Linked DNA regions of Ovis aries: region 2 is linked to region 1. A link is a contact called in public Hi-C data. All regions are on one chromosome and are shown on one strand. Each heading gives the region's core, a stretch centred on a gene start, on an enhancer-like site or on the middle of the called end of the contact. The rest is flanking DNA. Distances are from core to core; before and after follow the strand shown.

Region 1 (4,623 bases), core at 185-2,684:
CAGTGAGAAGTCTAAGATCGGGGCCCTGCCCTCCCAAAGCTTATACTGATGAAGGAGGCAGGCAAGGCAACAGTTACACACCGTGTTAGTTGTTGATAACAGCTTAGATAACAGGTGCCACCAGAGCCCAGGGGGAGGCCAGCCGCTGACTTAGACTTGGTGGCTCAGGAGGGCTTCCTGAAAGAAGTGATATCCAAGCTGATGGGAAATGGAATAGATGAAGGTGGGAGGGAGGGCATGTGCAAAGGCAGAGATAAGAGCAAGCATGGCTCATCTGGGAACTGAAATGCTGTAAGGCTGAAACACATGCTGTGTGTAGGGGTGGTGGGTGCGGTGGGAGATGGCTTAGTGAGCTGTGCATGGTAAGGAGCTTTGGGGTTTATTGTGAAGGCAGTCAGGGGGCACTAAAGGGTTTCAAGCAGAAGAGTGACACCCGGGATTGTGGTTTAGGATGCAAGTTCTAGTTCATCCCTGGATCTCCCTAAGCATCTGTCACATGCCTCAAGTTATAGATGTTCAATACACATTGCTCAGGTAACACCCAGATGGGATTGGGACACCAAAGCCTGCCTCCAAGTATCTCCCATCCAGCTATAAAGGACATATGAGCATCAAGCAGTTACCTGGTACCACAGGGCAGAATGCTGTCAGCCCCAGAAGTTGTTATGGCCCAGGCTTCTAGATGTTCAGACAAGGAGGAGCTTTGGGGATGCTGAGGGGATCAGGGAGGCTTTCTGGAGGAAGTGGGGCTGGTGCTGGGTTTGTGGATAGGTAGGATTGGGGAGCTGACTGAGCCACCAGGCTTCCCCGGTACCTCAGTGGTAAAGAATCTGCCTGCAATGTGGGGAGACCTGGGTTCGATTCCTGGGTTGGAAGATCCCCTGGAGAAGGGCATGGCTACCCATGCCAGTGTTCTTGCCTGGAGAATTCCATGGACAGAGGATCCTGGCAGGTTACAGTCTATAGGGTCTCAAAGAGTCGGACACAACTAAGTGACTAAGCACACAGGATTGGGGAAGGGGAAAGGGAAGACTTCTCAGGCCCTGGAAAGCAGCATCGTGGTGTAAGTGTCTAGCACTTGGCCTTAACATGTGTAGGCCTTACAAGGGTAAGGGCCTACCTGGCCACAGGCAAGTAGCAAACTTATCTACTACAAGTTTGTGCATGTGAACAAGCTTGATGAGGGTCCCCAGCCTGCCCCTTGGTCTTCTGTTTTTCTTATCAGTAATTTTTGAACTTCCTTTTTCTGAGTCAGGGTGGGCACCTTTCCCATTGAGGGCAATCCAAGACATGGGCTGGAGTGTCCCAGATGTTTTTCTCTTCTGTAAAGTGTGTGCAATTCCTCTTCTCGCAGGGCAAGTGAGAGGATTGAAGGAAACGCTTGTGAACGGTGGTTGATCACAACGGGAGCGTCACTGCTGTGTAGTGAGGGAACTTGTGAACTTGGACCACTAGGTGGCAGCAGGGCTCTATCAGCTGAGATTGGGCCTGGAAGAGCCCCCAGTCAAATTGAATACAGAGGCTGCCAGGCAGGTGGTGCAGATGGGAGGAAGGGCCAGGTGAAAGACCCTAGGGAGTGGCAGGGGCTGTTATGGACCAGCAGGAACACACTCCAGCTGCAGGAGCTTACAGCTGCTCGGCTTCGGTCAGTGTTGCCACATCAGAATGAGGGCCAAGTGGTGCCAGGCATTCTGATTTTTTGAGAGAAATCAAATACCAGGGTTTTGTTTTGTTTTTTGATGTGAACTCTTCTGTGTGGAGATTGTGCAGGTCACAGAAGATCCCCCCCTAGTACATCTTCTGCCAGAGTGTGGGTTGGCTGCCCTGGTGGAGAATCTCCTCTGAAGAATTAGCTTCATGTCTATGTCCTGTGAAAGCCCTACGTGTGTCTCCACTTCACTCACTACTTCATCAGACATTAATTTTCCTTCCTTGGATCTCTGGGGAGCACCGTTCTCTTTTATGCTATTGTGACTATTGTTGTCATCAAACTTCTGTTAGGTTGTGAGCCATATTTTCTGACCATCCATGAGGATCTCCATAGGACCTGTTTCACAAGGTTCTTTTGAGGAATAAATGAGCCAGGACCTGACTCATTAGCACTCAATAAACATACTTATCATTATTATGGGGACGTGAGGGGAGATGACATGACATTTGGAGGAAGGTTTGCAGGGCCTGTCTTTCTCTCAGTATAGGGGCTGGTGACAAGGCCTGGCCACTCCCTTATGTAGATGAAGCCCCCCTGGCTTGTGAGGGCCTCGTGGAAACTAGTTCCAGCCTTTCCCTCAGAGGCTGCTGTTACACCCCAAAGGGATTCTTGGGACTTCCCCTGGTCTGGATCCCTGCTGCTGCATCTGGGTCAGGGTGGGCAGCATTCCCATCCAGGACAATCTCAGTCATGGGCAGGAGTGTCCTAGATTCTCCTGCCTCTCCCCAGTGATAGGACTTTCTGCAGTTCACTGCCTCAGGACAAGTCAGGCAGCGATTCAGGGATTCAGGCGATAATCAGGCATGCAGGCGCACTGAAGCAGGACTCTGCTCATAGGCTTAGGGCCCTTTGCATCCAGAAGCATCTTCTCAGGGTGTTCCCAGGAGACCCAGCAGCTTTGGGGACCAAAGCTCCTTGCTGGAGGTTCCAGTAGCAGATTCAGGAACAAAGAGAGGGGGAGATTAGATTTGTCCTTGCGGGCTCTGATTTATGCTGAGCTCAGGAGCACTAGTGAGTGCTGTTCCGTTAGGACTCAGGCAGCTCCCATGCTTCCAGGCACCTCAGGGTGGTGGTTCTGGGTTCCCTGCCTTGGACCCATGCATCAGGGGTCTGGGCAGCCTTGAGGCCTATGCGTAGGAAGGGAGTTCAGTGGCTGAAGGTTTGGAACAGCCTTGAGCCTCAGAAAAATTGAGGCCAGAGCGGGTGTAGGAGTTGCATCCACCCCTTCTGAGCAGCTCTCATTTCCAGAGGTTAGTCATTTGCTTGCTCACTCTCACATTCATTCCCTGACCAGCTCTGCTGTGTACTAGAGAGAACTACATTTCCCAAGCTCCTCTGACCTCTGATTTTCTGGTATGTTTGGCCAGTGGGAGACACTGGCAGGAAGGAGGAGAGGAGAACTCTAGATATTTCTCCCTCTCTCAGTTTCAGGCTGTATCTCTGCCTTGGCTGGTCTCCTCCATGGTTCCAGGTTCCTTGCCTCTTGGCCTTGGGAAGGCCTGGCTGTGCTTCCAGTTTCTGTCAGATAGCGTCAGATACCGGCATTAGTAACACTGCCGCTTCCCTGCGTTCCTCCAACCTAGAGACTAGAGTGTCTTTTTGCTATTGTTAATCCCTGTGGTGCTTCCAGGGTCTTCTTTAACCTGTGTAACTCCCTCCCCATGTCTCTCTGTTCACAAGTCATAGAGTGGTTCTCTTTCTGACTGGACAGTGACTCTTATGTGGCTTAGTGGCTAAGGGAACAGGGAGGTGGTGGATAGTGGAGCTGGAGCTCCAGATGCCTCTGCCCCTTGGGCTGCCCAGCCTTCAGAGGAGACTGGGAGCATCACCAAGTCTGCTACACCTTCCCTGGGTCAGGGAACAGTCGGGCCCTCCCCACCCAGAGCTCTTGAAAGAGTGTTCAGCTGTAGACAGCAGCTGAGTGGGTCAGGCTCGGGGTCAGTGGCTGTGAGAATCTGCAGATCAACCCTTGTTTGGGGCAGCTGAAGCTGTTCCTACAGGGTCCGGAGAAGCAGACCCAGAGGAGACCCACAGATCACTGTGTGAGAGCAGAGCCAGGCTGCATGCGGGAGGAGGGGATCACCTCCTTCTAGCCATAGGGCCTCGAGTCTGGCCCAGGCTCGGGAGGGGCAGTGAGATAGGAACTGGAGGTGGGGCTTCTGGCCAGGGAAGAGCCTGCTTGTCTTGATTCTGGGGTCTCAGTGATTCTGGGCACATCAGCAGAGTCTCTGGTCTGGGAAAAGGCCAGTGCAGTAATAGCAATCACCGCAGCTTCTGTTCATATCTCAGAGGGCTGTTTGAGGGTGATGTGAGGGAATCCACTTTACCTGATTAATCCAGTGCTGGCACATAGGAAGCTCTCAAGATCTGCAAGCTAAAGAAAAATAAAAACAAAAAAATAACCCCTACAAATCTCAACAGCAACCAGCCTCTGTGGACCTTATTCTATAGGCATTTCATGGAATAGGCTGGTGTCTAGTTTGCAGTGAAACCCAGGCCTCTCCCCTGGAGCGGGGCTGGGGCTGGCAACATAGTCCCAGCTGCCAGGGCCAGGAAGAGGGTCAAGTCAGGTGACAAGTTGTGAGGTTGGGAGATCACTGTGATCCCAGGACACACGCCCCAGAGATATGGGGACAGATAGTAGGTGTCCAGAACTGCAATGGGGCACTTAAGGACAAGTATCACCTCATGTTCAGACAGGAAAGATATCAAGGCCAGGTCAGAGAGTGGGTACCAGTCTTTGGGTTGAAGTTCAAGTACTAGGCCCTGGGGACTTAGCAATCAGGTCCACTAAAATCAGAAACTGGCAGGAGGCAGGATTCAGCACTGGGCACGAGGAACTTCATTTGGAGCCCTAGGGGCCAGAGCTGCTGGAAACTCTCCTATCTGAGGACAGGATTGAACCTAAGGAA
Region 2 (4,144 bases), core at 1,586-4,085, 190 kb after region 1:
CTTGCCACCACTGCACAGGCTACGCTGGATCTTGAGATTCCCATTGAGAGAGTTATAAGGAGAGTCAGGACCCAGGCTCAGCTGTTTGGCTGCCAACAGTTGGCACATGACCTGATGTAAAAAAAAACAAAAAGAGAGAGAGAGACGCATGAGACATGTGTCTTCCCCTGAAGCAGCCCGCAGTCCTATGTGGGAAACAGACTCGCACCATGACAAGTATTGTTTGATATGGGCTTGTTCCAAAGACCTTGCAAGAGCTCTGGGAGCATAGGGGAAGGGACAGCATGGGGAGGGGCAGGGTGTGGCCTGAGAAGATGCAAGTGTACCCAGAGCAGCAGGCATTTAGGTGGAGGAGACAAAAACACAACAGAAGGGTGTTCTTGGCAGCAGAATTGGCATGAGCAAAAAGGCACAGAAAAGCGGAGGTACAGGTGCATCGGAGGAGACCGGCCATGGTAGTGCTGGGGGGCCAGGCAAGAGCAAACATCAAAGGCTGAGAGGAATGTCGGGCTGAAGGGGTTCACGTAGATCCTCAAGGCTCCAAGGAGCCCCAGAAAGGAAGAGATCGCTGGCATTTTGGCAAGTTCCTTCTGGTACCTGGGGGAGGGTGAAGGCTCAGGTCAGTTGCAGAACCACCTAAGGTCACTGTGGTGGTCAAATCCAGATGGGAGGTTTTGGCCTGTGGTGTCTGCCACCTCTGTACCCTGGGAGACTTCAGAGGTATTTGGGATGACCATTTGGGAGGGCTTGTGGAATGATGCAATGTGGAGCAGGAAGAGAGATCTCAGATAACCTGGAGGCTTCTGCAAGGCTACAGAAGGGATGGCAAATGGATTTCATCACATGCCAGCTCCGAAAAACTGTTGATGGACTGTATGAGATGGAGTCCCAGGCCATGTCCCGGCTCAGTCAGCAGCGCAGTGATCGATTAGCGATGCCTGCCATCCACTGGGTCTGGAGAGTGGTGAGACGCATGCTATTTCTCTGCCCTCCCAAAGGAGGGTTTCAGTGCTCCTTGGAGAAATGATCTGTCTCACATTTTTCCTCTTGCTTGGGTAGGACTCACTCCGCCTACCACGCCTCCGTATAAGCCCACAGAGGAAGACCCCTTCAAGCCAGACATCAAGCACAGCCCTGGCAAAGACAGAGCTCCCACCCCAGAGGGTCCCCAGCTCGGGGCCACCACCGAGGCTGCCCACAAGCTGCCAAAGAAGCGCCCAGAGCGGAGCGAGCTCCTGTCCCACCTGCGGCATGCCCCAGCCCAGCCAGCCTCCCAGGCTGGCCAGAAGCGACCCTTCTCCTGTTCCTTCGGCGACCATGACTACTGCCAGGTGCTGAAGCCAGACGGTGCCCTGCAGAGGAAGGTGCTGAGGTCCTGGGAGCCGTCTGGGGCCCACCTGAAGGACTGGCCCCAGCCAGGGCCCCCACGGGCTGAGGCCCAGGCCGCTGGCAGGGAAGAAGACGGAAGCTGTGATGTTGGTGCCCCCACCAAGGACAGCATGCTGCTGAGAGACCACGAGATCCGTGCCAGCCTCACTAAGCACTTTGGGCTCCTAGAGACAGCCTTGGAGGATGAAGACCTGGCCTCCTGCAAGAGCCCCGAGTATGACACTGTCTTTGAAGACAGCAGCAGCAGCAGTGGCGAGAGCACATTCCTCCTGGAGGAGGAGGACGAGGAGGAGGACGACGATGAAGAAGAAGACTTGGGGGTCAGCCCCCCTCGCTCTGACCACTGCCCCTACCAGAGCCCACCCAGCAAGGCTAGTCGGCGGCTCTGTCCCCGCAGCCGCTCCAGCTCTGGCTCCTCATCCTGCCGCTCCCGGTCACCAGCCACACGGAGGACCTTCAGGTATGGATGGGTGGGTGGCCTCAGGATGGATGGTGGGCAGCTGAGCACCCCCAGTTCTGAGGTGTCAGGGGAGAGAGGAGCTCTGAGACCAGGGCCCCAGCTTCCTGTGTGGCCTGTGTCCTGGTCAGAGGCCCTGGAGGTGGACTCCTTGGGGAGTTATGGGCAAGTCCTGAAGCCAAGCGAAGCCTGTGGTGTGGTCCAGTGGTCCATTGAGGAGTGGTCCGGATAGCCTGGCCTCGGGGGAGGAAGAAAACACACTTTTTAGCCTTTTGTGACCTTACTCATCTGTTTCTGCTTTTATATTTGTAAAATAGGTAGGTTTTTGTGTAAACATATACACTTGACCTTTGAATAATGTAAGGATTAGGGACACCAATCCTCCACACAGTCAAAAATTGTGTATAACTTATAGTCTACTCTCCTCATCCAAGGTAACTCCGTATCTGCAGATTCAGCAACTTCTGACAGTGTGGTATTTACTACTGAAAAAAAAAACCCGTGTTGGTGGACCCTCAGAGTTCAAACCTGTGTTGTTCAAGGGTCAACACATCTATACAGTGTAATACCTATGTGACATTTACTTGTAAAACAAAGATTAGCAGAATTCTAACGTGTTCTTAAAAAACACCAAAAACCCGGCTTTAAAGCAATGGTAAGGTTTATTCTCATTTCTCGGTGCTGCGGAGTTGTGCAGTCTTCCAGCAGTCAGCCACCCAGTGGGGGAGCTCTTTTTCCTTCACACCAGGATGACGTGTCATAAGCATTTGCTTATCCCGTCTTGGCTCACTGAACCGGACTGTAGAAGGAGCCGTTCCAGAATTCTGTGGGCAGCTGGGCAGAAAGAATGGAAGTCTGGCGTCTTTTGGTGGAGACAGGTTGCTTCTCTTCCCTGATGACAGCAGGATCCGGCTCTTTGGATGGGGAGGCTTTAGAAGCGTGGGTGCAGGTCCCAAACCCTCTGCTCGAGATGCACCTGAGTGACCACCAGATGGCGCTCCTGGGTTCAGAGCAGTGCAGCAAGCAGGATCCCCGGGAGGCCTCCTTGCCAAGCTGTTGGCTGGGCCCCGCCCCCTGAGCCTCAGGTTTTGTAGGTCGGGGGTGGGGTGGAGAATTTCTAACAAGTTCCGGGGTAATGATGACATTGCTAGAGCGCTAGACTCTGAGAAACAGAATTCAGGTAGTAGAAAGATAACCTTAGAAAAATTCCTGTTTATATTTTCTTATCTCTACTGGTGGCTCTTGGAGAAGGAAATGGCAACCCACTCCAGTACTCTTGCCTGGAGAATTCCATGGATGGAGGAGCCTGGTAGGCTACATACAGTCCATGGGGTTGCAAAGAGTCAGGCACTACTGAGCGACTTCACTTTCTTTCTAGCTATAGTTCCTTTTGGAGAAGGAAATGGCAACCGACTCCAGTGTTCTTGCCTGGAGAGTCCCATGGGCGGAGGGGCCTGGTGGGCTATGGTCTATGGGGTTGCAAAGAGTTGGACATGACTGAGCAACTAACACACACACACACACACTGGTGGCTCTTAATTGAAAATCTGATGAAAACAAAGCTTACTTTCCCCATTAAAATGTATGCAGACAACTAATTGGGCATTGGATTTTAGGGGACTTCTGGACACCACCCTCCCCGCCCCCCCAACCCCAGACATTAATATGGTGAAGCCCTGGACTATCTGTTATTTAAAATAAACTCGTTTTGAGCAATTTCTGTAAAAGCCTGTCTATGTAATAAGCCAGAACAGTTAGTCAGAGCCATCTTCTGTCAGACCTCTCTGAGCCCCCCTTTCAGCTCTGTTCTCCTTTCCCCAGCGGGTCGCTTTGAGCTAGTCTGTCTGTGTTCACGTTAGCTGGTTTCTTCTGCAGCGTCTGTTCAGGAGCTACTAAGGTTTTTCTCCTGTTGAAGCACATCCCCCAAGGCCAGAGCTGGAGCTTCTTGGCTTCCTTCCCCTCCTGGCCTGTTCAGCCCTTTACCCATGGGCTTGGCACAAGAGTCAGGGGCCTCTCTCAATCACCATGGATTCTCCTTTTCCTCTTTCTCACTTTTGGGCTAAGTTCAGGCTGGCTTTCGCTGGAGAAAGTTAATTGTTAACTTGGTTCCTACTCAGCTGCCTAGCAGAGCTTGATGGCTAGTCAGTTGGATAAACTAGTCATCAGTCTTCTCCAGACCAGCATTTCTCTACTTTTGCTTCTGCTACCAAACATCAATCAACAGGAAGGCTTTGAGCTGGTTTAACAAGCCCTACAGCACCTTCAGGGCTTCCCTGGCGGCTCAGACGGTAAAGCGTC

The links. Hi-C and Micro-C count contacts between places; a contact is called where the count stands out from the background.
Region 2: a Hi-C map of blood shows a contact between it and region 1, with 4 times the contacts expected there. The contact joins two enhancer-like sites. A contact is called at or near these places in 10 of 16 Hi-C or Micro-C datasets (blood, liver, mesenteric adipose tissue and 4 more).

The regions. Positions count from the first base shown.
Region 1 is chr5:58,757,572-58,762,194 of ARS-UI_Ramb_v3.0, forward strand. No RefSeq gene overlaps it. Among named protein-coding and RNA genes, the nearest start is that of ARHGEF37, 58 kb to the left of the region's middle. Within about 2 kb of position 1,435, at least 14 of the 54 cell types and tissues checked have an H3K27ac peak or open chromatin away from gene starts, as enhancers often do.
Region 2 is chr5:58,947,711-58,951,854 of ARS-UI_Ramb_v3.0, forward strand. It overlaps PPARGC1B (PPARG coactivator 1 beta), which reads left to right. Exons shown (of 12, transcript XM_027970395.2): 8 at 1,060-1,849. Among named protein-coding and RNA genes, the nearest start is that of PPARGC1B, 100 kb to the left of the region's middle. Within about 2 kb of position 2,836, at least 8 of the 54 cell types and tissues checked have an H3K27ac peak or open chromatin away from gene starts, as enhancers often do.